3 separate regions of the Mus musculus genome follow, and all the other regions are linked to region 3. A link is a contact called in public HiCAR-type and HiChIP or PLAC-seq data. All regions are on one chromosome and are shown on one strand. Each heading gives the region's core, a stretch centred on a gene start, on an enhancer-like site or on the middle of the called end of the contact. The rest is flanking DNA. Distances are from core to core; before and after follow the strand shown. Region 1 has its middle 25 kb from the start of Jarid2. Region 2 overlaps Jarid2 (jumonji, AT rich interactive domain 2). Region 3 has its middle 21 kb from the start of Gm33489.

Region 1 (2,700 bases), core at 95-2,594, 640 kb after region 3:
GGTGGCTCACAACCATCCGTAATGAGATCTGACACCCTCTTCTGGTGCATCTGAAGACAGTTACAGTGTACTTAGATATAATAATAAATAAATCTTTAAAAAATGTAAAAACACATACCGTGAATTTCAAAGCATGGGAAGGGAAAGAAATATTCCTTGCTCAGAAAAAGACAGATGCAGGAAAAGGAAATGTGGGGGTGGGGCGAGATCGAGTCAGCAATTTCTCCTACCACTGACTGTGGCCTCCTACTCTTCCTTTTGGTTTGAGAACTTGAGTCTTCGTCCCCACAAGTGCTAATGAGGCCTATTCTTTCGAGGGAGTCAGGCTCCGCCTGGCTCCTTTCCTAACCGGGAGCGGTGGATTGTTAAATCTAATAAGCATATGCACATTTGTCCCAAGAACAAATAGCTGTGACCTGCAAGGAAAATAAAATATTAAGTGCTTAACATCTTACTATAAAGAGCTGTGTAACGTCAACTCTGGTGGGATTCGATAGTCTATCGCTTGATTCCCTTTCAACTCTTTGCCCTTGGAGAATTTTGTTTGGCTTCTTCCTCTCCATCACCCACCCCGCTAAAAGGGACCTTAGAGGAGGATCCCGAAACCAACCTCCTTTCTCTCTTTAATCACCGCTATCCAAATGGTAAGTGCCTTTATTTGCATTTGAAGGAAAAATTCAAAGAATTGTATTGGAATGAGGAAGTCCCAAACATCCTGACCTTACAAAGGCCAAGGAAGGCAAAGTCCAGGGACCACAGACTGAAAAACAAGGCAAAAGTGAATATGGGAAAACAAACAAGCCAAACAACAACAACCAATGGCCGGCCGGCTGCTCAGTCTTCCTGTCTGGCTTGACCTTTTGGAAAGTGGAGACTAGGTGTCAAGTGGCCTCCAGTCTCCACTTCCCATGTGCTAAGATCACCTGTGTGCGCGCCTTTTGGAGTCTCCTTGTAGCCGGCCGGCTAACCTTACAGCCACCAAGTCTGGTTTTTAGAGTAACAGTGCTCCCCCCCCCCCATCCCCGTCCCCAAATCCAAAACATTTCCCTCCACAGCCTCGGAAAGGCTGGATGACTGGTGAACACTCCACTGCCCCACTCACAGCTCACAAATAATTTCTTGGTCCCTTCTGTCTGCTGATTGTAGGAGAATATGCAAGACACTAGAGGACGAACCAATAATCCGGCAAGGAAGCAGATGCACAGGATACTATAATAGAGCGCCTGAATCTTAGAATGAGCCTGACATGTACATTGCAGAAACTAGCTGGTTTCAGAATGGATTGGGCCTGGAGGTGGTGGAGTATAAGCTTTTAATCTCATTTCTCTGGAGCCAGAGACAGGCTGATACCAAGGAGTTTGAGGCTGGCCTCATCTACATAGCCAGTTCCAGGCCAGGGTAACCAAGAGAGACCTGGGGGTGGGGTGGAGGGTGGGGAAGGAGGGAGGAAGAAACCTCAGATGGGATTGAGGTAAAGTATGAATGGTCAAAACTGAGAGTAAGAGGTTAGAGGTGAGGGGGGTCTGGAAGGAGCTGGGGGGTCGGGAGTGAACATGATCAAAGTTTTAAAATTTGCAAAAAATAAAATTTAAAAAAAACACAAAAAAGAAGAGTGTCTGCTGGGGGAGGGGGTGTGCACACCTTTAATCCCACCCAGTACTTGAGAGGCAGAGGGAGTAGATTTTCTGTAAATTCAAGGCCAGCAAGGAGATTCTGTGAGATCCTGTCTCAAAAGGCACACGAGCTCGAGAGCGCGCGCGCACACACACACACTCACACACACACACACACACACACACACACACGTTTGGTTTTTTGTTTTTTGTTTTAAATACCAAGTTAATACCCACACAAAGAAAGTACAGACTGTACCACTGTGTAGCCAAGCAGAAACTCGGTGGCTGAAAGCATCAGCAGCCATTTATTGTTCATGATTATGCAATGGGGCAGGGACGGCTCTTCTTCCCCCCACGCAGGGTGAGTTAAGTGTCCTGACAGGAATGAGGGAGTCTGGGTTTAGGATATTCCTTAGTACCCCACTCACTTGTCTGGTGCCTTAGTGATTATAACTACTGTCTGGGGGGCGCTGGTTGGTTCTTCCCTCTCCTCATGTGACTTCGTATTAGGCAGTAAATCCACCAGAACTTGCACACAAAGAGGGAAACAGACACTGGATCTCTTACGGCCTGGACTTGGAGGTCCCAGAATGTCACTTCCACAGGTTCTGTGGATAAAAGCAAATTACAGGCCCAGGGTCAAAAGCAAGGCCCACAGACTGCACCTGTCTCCAGGGAGAGTCGCCTGCCCTGCCGCAGTCGCTTTGGCAGGCACACAAGCAGACAAGAGCAGTCTTTCTTCTCTGTAGAAAAGGGAAGGCAGCTGCTAGGCAGAAGCAAGGGTGCAGAAAGAACAGATTTGGAGGGCACTCCCATGGGACAGGCAAGAGCTGAAGGTCTAGGCTATCGGAAGGACAGGGTGGTGTGGTAAATGAGAACATTCCAGAATGTTCTACCTGGTTCCTGGTTTACTGTTGGCATTCAGAAAAGAATGATAGTGGGACTGGGTGGAGGGACACATAACCTGAGATTCAGCACTTTGGAGGCCAATAAAAACAGACAGCAAGTTTGACGCTAACCTGGGCTGCACAGAGACCTTATGTCAAAGAACCAAAGTCCTGGTCTGACATGTAGTTCAGTTGGA
Region 2 (2,700 bases), core at 101-2,600, 710 kb after region 3:
AACCAAAAGATTGATAGAAATCCAGAAAGGAAATTCTTGTTCTCCCTTGAGTAAAATAATGACTGTTGATGTGATGAATCATTTTAAAAACAGAAGACCTTAAGTCTAAGGTAATGTTTCATTGGCATCATTTGTGCTTAGAGGAATTGATTGTGTTTTTTTAATGCAGTGGGAACATGGAGCTAGATGCTTTTTATTTTGAGAAAACTGGAGCTGTATTCAGAAAAGCATGCCACAAATGACAAAATCCTGTGTTTAATTATCATTTTGCCTTTTTTTTTTGGTTTGTTATCATTTTGTGAGGAATGAATGTGCTGGATGCTTGGCTATAGTCAGTGCTTTTCTAAGGTTTAACTTGAAGGCTGCTGCATATTGTGGAATTTTCCCCAGGGTTAAAATAGTAGTAGTTGAACACAAGTAAACTTTATGGTTGACTGACAGCCTGTGAATCTGTCCCAGTTTAATTCATGTCAACATTCTTCCCTCCTCAACATGAATAATAGTTGGAGCAGATCTAAGGTGGATATTGGGTAGTTGTTCAGGAACTAAACTCTGTTTAGTTAAATTTGACTGGAAGGACATGCATCAAGTGTATTTCATTGATATACAGTGTAAACAATGTGGGATGGGTTAAATTAATGGAACATATTTTCCGTGTAGTGATGTGCTAGTAGGATTATTGAATCTCATAATGTAGAGAGAAAGCAATGTAGAAAAAAGTATGTATACTCTAATTTTTTTGTGGTCTTCTAATTTGTAGCTCATGAAAGGACCAAAATAATTTTGGGGGCTAAGGTTGTACAAGTCCTTATAGTATGGCATTTAAGTAGCACACACAAGGCTCCTGGCTTCAATTCCTGACAATCTCCCCATTACATATATCTCTGTTTAGTAAATGTAGTGTATCTGAGAAATTTTATTGATTTCCTGTGCCGTGGGTTGAACATTGGTAGAAGGTGGGTTACTTCACTCTAGACTACATTTATAGGAGGGGCCCTGAATTTGTTTTTTGTGTTTTGTGGGTACAGTTTGGAGGAAAATGATATTCATTTGAGCCATACACATAAACTTGCCTATGGCACAGTTACTTGGAAGCAGGAGATGGATAAAGAAAGACAAGCTATGTCTTTATATTCAGGAGTGAGAAGAAGCCCAGAAGAGATTGGGAGGAGGGATGGTGTGGAAGAGATAAGGTGTATCCATCCATATTTGTTTCTAGCAAACTTGTATTACTTTGTTATTTAGAAAATAGTATTTAACATCTTCTCAAAGCTGGCAGCCAGGGAGCAGTGAGTTTGCCTTCTTATCTCTGCTCCCTAGGGACTGTGGGTTTATAATGAGATTAAGTCTAGAGAGACTTTCCCAGGTTGACTTCCTGGCTGGCAACTCAGAAGAACTCTAGATAGCTTATTTAATTTCTAGCGGTGCTGCTCATATGCCTTTGTCCTGCTATAGATTGGAGCAGTGGTTCTCAACCTTCCCTGAGTTCAAGTTATGGTGACTTCCCAACCACAAAATGATTTTGTTGCTGTTTCATAACTAATTTTTGTTACTGTTGTTGTGAGTTATAATGTAAATATCTGGTGTGCAGTTGGTCTTAGGGCCACCCCTGTGGAAGGGTTGCTTGACCACCAAAAGGCCTACAAGTTGAGAACTGATGTTTTGGAACAACACGTGCATCTGATCAATGTAAAAATACAAGAATATTAGTCTCTCCCCCCCACCACCCAACTCATAAACTGGCATAAAAATCTGTAAAATCCTCCTTGCTGAAGCCACCGTGCAGAAGAAAATTAAGCAATGGTGATATGGTGTTCTTTTACAAAGGATTAGTTATATGAGAAATAATATCTGTTGAACTTAGCATTAACTGATTGCCTTCTTCCAGTCAAAACAGAAACAATAATTTAAAGAGCACTAGGTGAGTCAAGATGTGGTCATAAGCTGGCATAGTTGCTACAGCTGCTTTTGATTCTTGTCTGTCCTTTCTGCTTCACTCTGCATGTCCTGAACTAGTTTGGAGAGAAAGGGGTCTTTACCCTTGTTACGTGGTTTTTACAAAGTGTAGACATGGGAAGGGTGAAGCCTATTTAGTTCTTACAGGAAATGGAATTTTCATCTTAAATCTCACCCTTGCCTTCAGGGTACTTGTGCCCCAGTTCTGGAAGATGAGATGTAGTTCAAATTATTTTCTTAAAATGAATATTAGATGCTAAAGATTTCAGGATGGTTTTAAAATAGCTTCAGTATAGGAAGGGAGCTGATTTTTCCCATATTTGTATCACTCTTCAGGATTTTCTCACCTGAAGTGTGGGTTTTGGCACTGACTCGTTCAATTTGGTATGATCAGTTTCCAGGGAAATCAGTTCGCTGAAATGGTTACAAATTTCAATTATCTTTGTATACACATAATTAAATTACACTTACTTTTACTTGGTGAGCATGTGAGAGGTATGGTAGGGGAGAGACGAGTCAGAACAACTGTATGAGTTGTTTTTCTCTGTGGATCTCAGAGGACTCAGGCTTGGCACAGGCACTTTACCCACTGAGCCATCTTGCCAATTAATGTGCTCTCTCTTATTTAAAAAAAAGTTGTAAATCTGCTTAGGTTTAAAAAATCATTTACTGAAGTCTTTATAAATGTATTTCAAGTGTAGATGACTGAGTAGACTTGACACACCTGAGACAGTACCCTTTCTG
Region 3 (2,700 bases), core at 156-2,655:
AATCTGAGTTAGCGTGGGTAATAAGGACCACCAGCCACCGCAGTTCAGCAGCTGAGGTGTAGTTGAATCTTATCATCCGTCATGACTGGTGGCTACTTCCTACCTCTCTCTCTCTGTCTCTCCTGTCTCTCTCTCTTTGTCTCTGTCTCTCTCTGTCTCTCTCTGTCACACACACACACACACACACACACACACACACACACACACATTTCCAAAACCGACATTTGCTTTGAAGGTTGGCCTATACCTAGGCCAAACATAAAGAAGTGTCTAGAAACCAGCACCCCCTTCTCTGCAGCCCCTGTCAAGCTCTTTCTGGGTTCAACCATAGCTCAGGAACAGACATTACCTCATGTCTCAGCACCCCATCTCTGGGCAGGCTCCCCCTTGCCCTCTCTCTATGCTCTTCTCAGGGAGAGAAGAAGGGGTGCCATGTTGGCATGCTGAGAGGAGTGACTTTTTTTTTACTCAAAGGCAGAAAAAAATTACATTTAGTTGAAGGGTAAAGACAAAGTCAAGAAGATGCGTGTGAGCCCATTTCTTGCTTCTTTCTTCAGACGAAGCTTTGCCTTTCTTTTCTAGCTTTGGATGAATGAAGTTGTCACAGTCAGGTCGCTTTCAATAGGGTCTCAGAAAAAACGCCTTTGCCACCCTAACTAACCTCATTTGGCCAGGGCACACATTTAGACGTCTTTCTCCAATTTCTTTATTCTACACATATCTTCCCCTAAATATTCCCATTCTTGCCTCCCGGTGGTATGGACCATTCTTTATAAAGATTATGGCTTCTTAGCCCAGCTCTGTATTTGCCCCCAATCTCTTACTGCCACAGAGCAATGGTACATGTGAAGGGGACAAGAGACAGCTAAGACCTGGTAGACCTGTTATAGGAAGAGAACTTTGGCGGAAACAAATTGCTGTTTAGTTAAATGTAAGTTGCTTCCTAGAGTTCACCTGCTATATATACATGTTTAAAAGAAAATACTCTTTTTTTTCTCTCTTAATGAATTATGCTGCCACCCCTAAAATTGTCTTTGACAGGTGACAGTTGGCCAGTTTCTTTTCCTTCGCTGCCTAGCATCACAGGGTGAAATGTCTTCATCACCTGGAAGCTGTGTGCCAGTGTGGCCAGGTCACAGGCTTCCTTGGTTTTCCACTGTAACTATTGCAACCGTCCCGCATTCTGGTTCCTAAGACCTTCTTCAGGAAACCACACCAGTGACCTTCAGAAGGCCAGAACTCTTCACCCTGAATGTTTGAGCCTTCCCTCTCTCTTAACGCCTGGCTTTCTGCCAGCTGAAAGCAGAAGGCCGTTAGAGATTCTAATCTCCCGGTACAAAGTCTCTTTGGCATCGACAGTCAGATGTCACCTGGGGTCACCGTGGCCTATTTGAGGTGCAGAGTTCTGGGTAGTTTCAGTTGTGCTTGCAGCCGATTCAGAGAGCAAAAGCCGAAGTCTAACAGGAAGGTTGGTTGTCTGAAGTGTGCTAAAAATACTTTGACGTTTGTTGCTTGTGAATGGTTATTTTTAGTCTGAGGAAGTGGATTTAACATAGACCCGGGGGCCCGGTCGTGGCTGACAGAACCAGTGAGGTGTGCACCTGGATAAAGCCGTCCATTTCTGTCTGTCTGCTCCACACTTCTTCCTATGTATGCCCTGGACATGGAGGAGGACGAGACAAAACTGATTCCAGGTCTCTGTCTGCAGCGGGACCTCTCTCTTCCTCTCTGAAGCTGCTGGCCGATGAGAGGCAGGCCAGATCCAGAAGTCAACAGCTGGGCTTCAGACCCCACGAGGCACTGTCCCCTCTGCTAGAGAATACAGTCTGTGGCTTTTGAAGCCTCTGCCCTGTAGTGCTGGGCTCAGTAGAGTCTAGGTGGTTGGTTGCTAACAACTGTCACCTAATTGTCACATGAGCAGGATAACCAGACTCCTGTCCTCTAGAAGGTTCCTGCCTCATTGCAGCCTCTCCAAACTGAAGAATGAGCAGGGAGTTGGGGTACAGGTTGGTTCTTTGGCTTCTCATTCCTTGTAGGTTGACTGAGCAGTAGGGGAGGAATGGCCGTATACTGAATACCCTCCTGGTATGTCCCACTTCTATGCTATCAAGCAAGGTTAGTTACTGAAGCAAGTTAAGGTAAAGAAGCAAGAGGCGAAACCCAGAGGATCTCAAGTGGACCCTAACTGTTGTACCAATGGCAGGGGCTAAGGAATGGCAGATTAGGAGTGGCCACTTGGATCCCACTGTACCTGGGACTGCAGACTGTCTTAGCAGAGCTCTCTCACGGATATTGTGATGAACCAGCTAAGGGTTACTGCATCGTTCTTAGTCCGCTTGTGCTGTTCTAGCAAAATGTCACAGATCAGGTGGCTTAAACAGCAGGCATTCATTTCTTACAGTTCTAGGGGCTCAGAAATCCACGACCAAATGCCATTCAACTGCAGATCCTGGTCACACTCCCTGGCTGCCTTCTGGCTGTGTCTTCACATGTCCCTTTCTCTCTTCCTCTGAAGGGACAGAGACCTCTGCTGTCCCCTTCTCTTCTTGTAAGACCAACAGCCCTACTAGATTGGGGCCCACCCTTGTGACCTTATTTAATTTGAATTCCATCCTAAAGATCTCACATCCAAATAGTCACCGTGGAGACTGAGACATCTACACACAGACTTAAGGAATGGGGGACACACTCTGGCCATAG

Evidence for each region. HiCAR-type assays count read pairs that join an accessible place to other places. HiChIP or PLAC-seq counts read pairs in DNA pulled down with a chosen protein or histone mark.
Region 1: a HiCAR-type map of kidney shows a contact between it and region 3, with 4 times the contacts expected there. The contact joins two enhancer-like sites. A contact is called at or near these places in 1 of 484 Hi-C or Micro-C datasets (bone marrow-derived macrophages) and 2 of 115 datasets of contacts at active chromatin or transcription factors (embryonic basal ganglia and kidney).
Region 2: a contact with region 3 is called in an H3K27ac HiChIP or PLAC-seq map of large pre-B cells, with 4 times the contacts expected there. The contact joins two enhancer-like sites. A contact is called at or near these places in 1 of 484 Hi-C or Micro-C datasets (bone marrow-derived macrophages) and 4 of 115 datasets of contacts at active chromatin or transcription factors (embryonic basal ganglia, embryonic forebrain, kidney and 1 more).

The regions. Positions count from the first base shown.
Region 1 is chr13:44,705,012-44,707,711 of GRCm38.p6, forward strand. No RefSeq gene overlaps it. Among named protein-coding and RNA genes, the nearest start is that of Jarid2, 25 kb to the right of the region's middle. Within about 2 kb of position 1,345, at least 36 of the 459 cell types and tissues checked have an H3K27ac peak or open chromatin away from gene starts, as enhancers often do. A contact at or near this core is called in kidney, where this site is marked.
Region 2 is chr13:44,779,376-44,782,075 of GRCm38.p6, forward strand. The region is part of intron 1 of Jarid2 (jumonji, AT rich interactive domain 2); the gene reads left to right. Among named protein-coding and RNA genes, the nearest start is that of Jarid2, 49 kb to the left of the region's middle. Within about 2 kb of position 1,351, at least 7 of the 459 cell types and tissues checked have an H3K27ac peak or open chromatin away from gene starts, as enhancers often do.
Region 3 is chr13:44,064,491-44,067,190 of GRCm38.p6, forward strand. No RefSeq gene overlaps it. Among named protein-coding and RNA genes, the nearest start is that of Gm33489, 21 kb to the left of the region's middle. Within about 2 kb of position 1,406, at least 80 of the 459 cell types and tissues checked have an H3K27ac peak or open chromatin away from gene starts, as enhancers often do. A contact at or near this core is called in kidney, where this site is marked.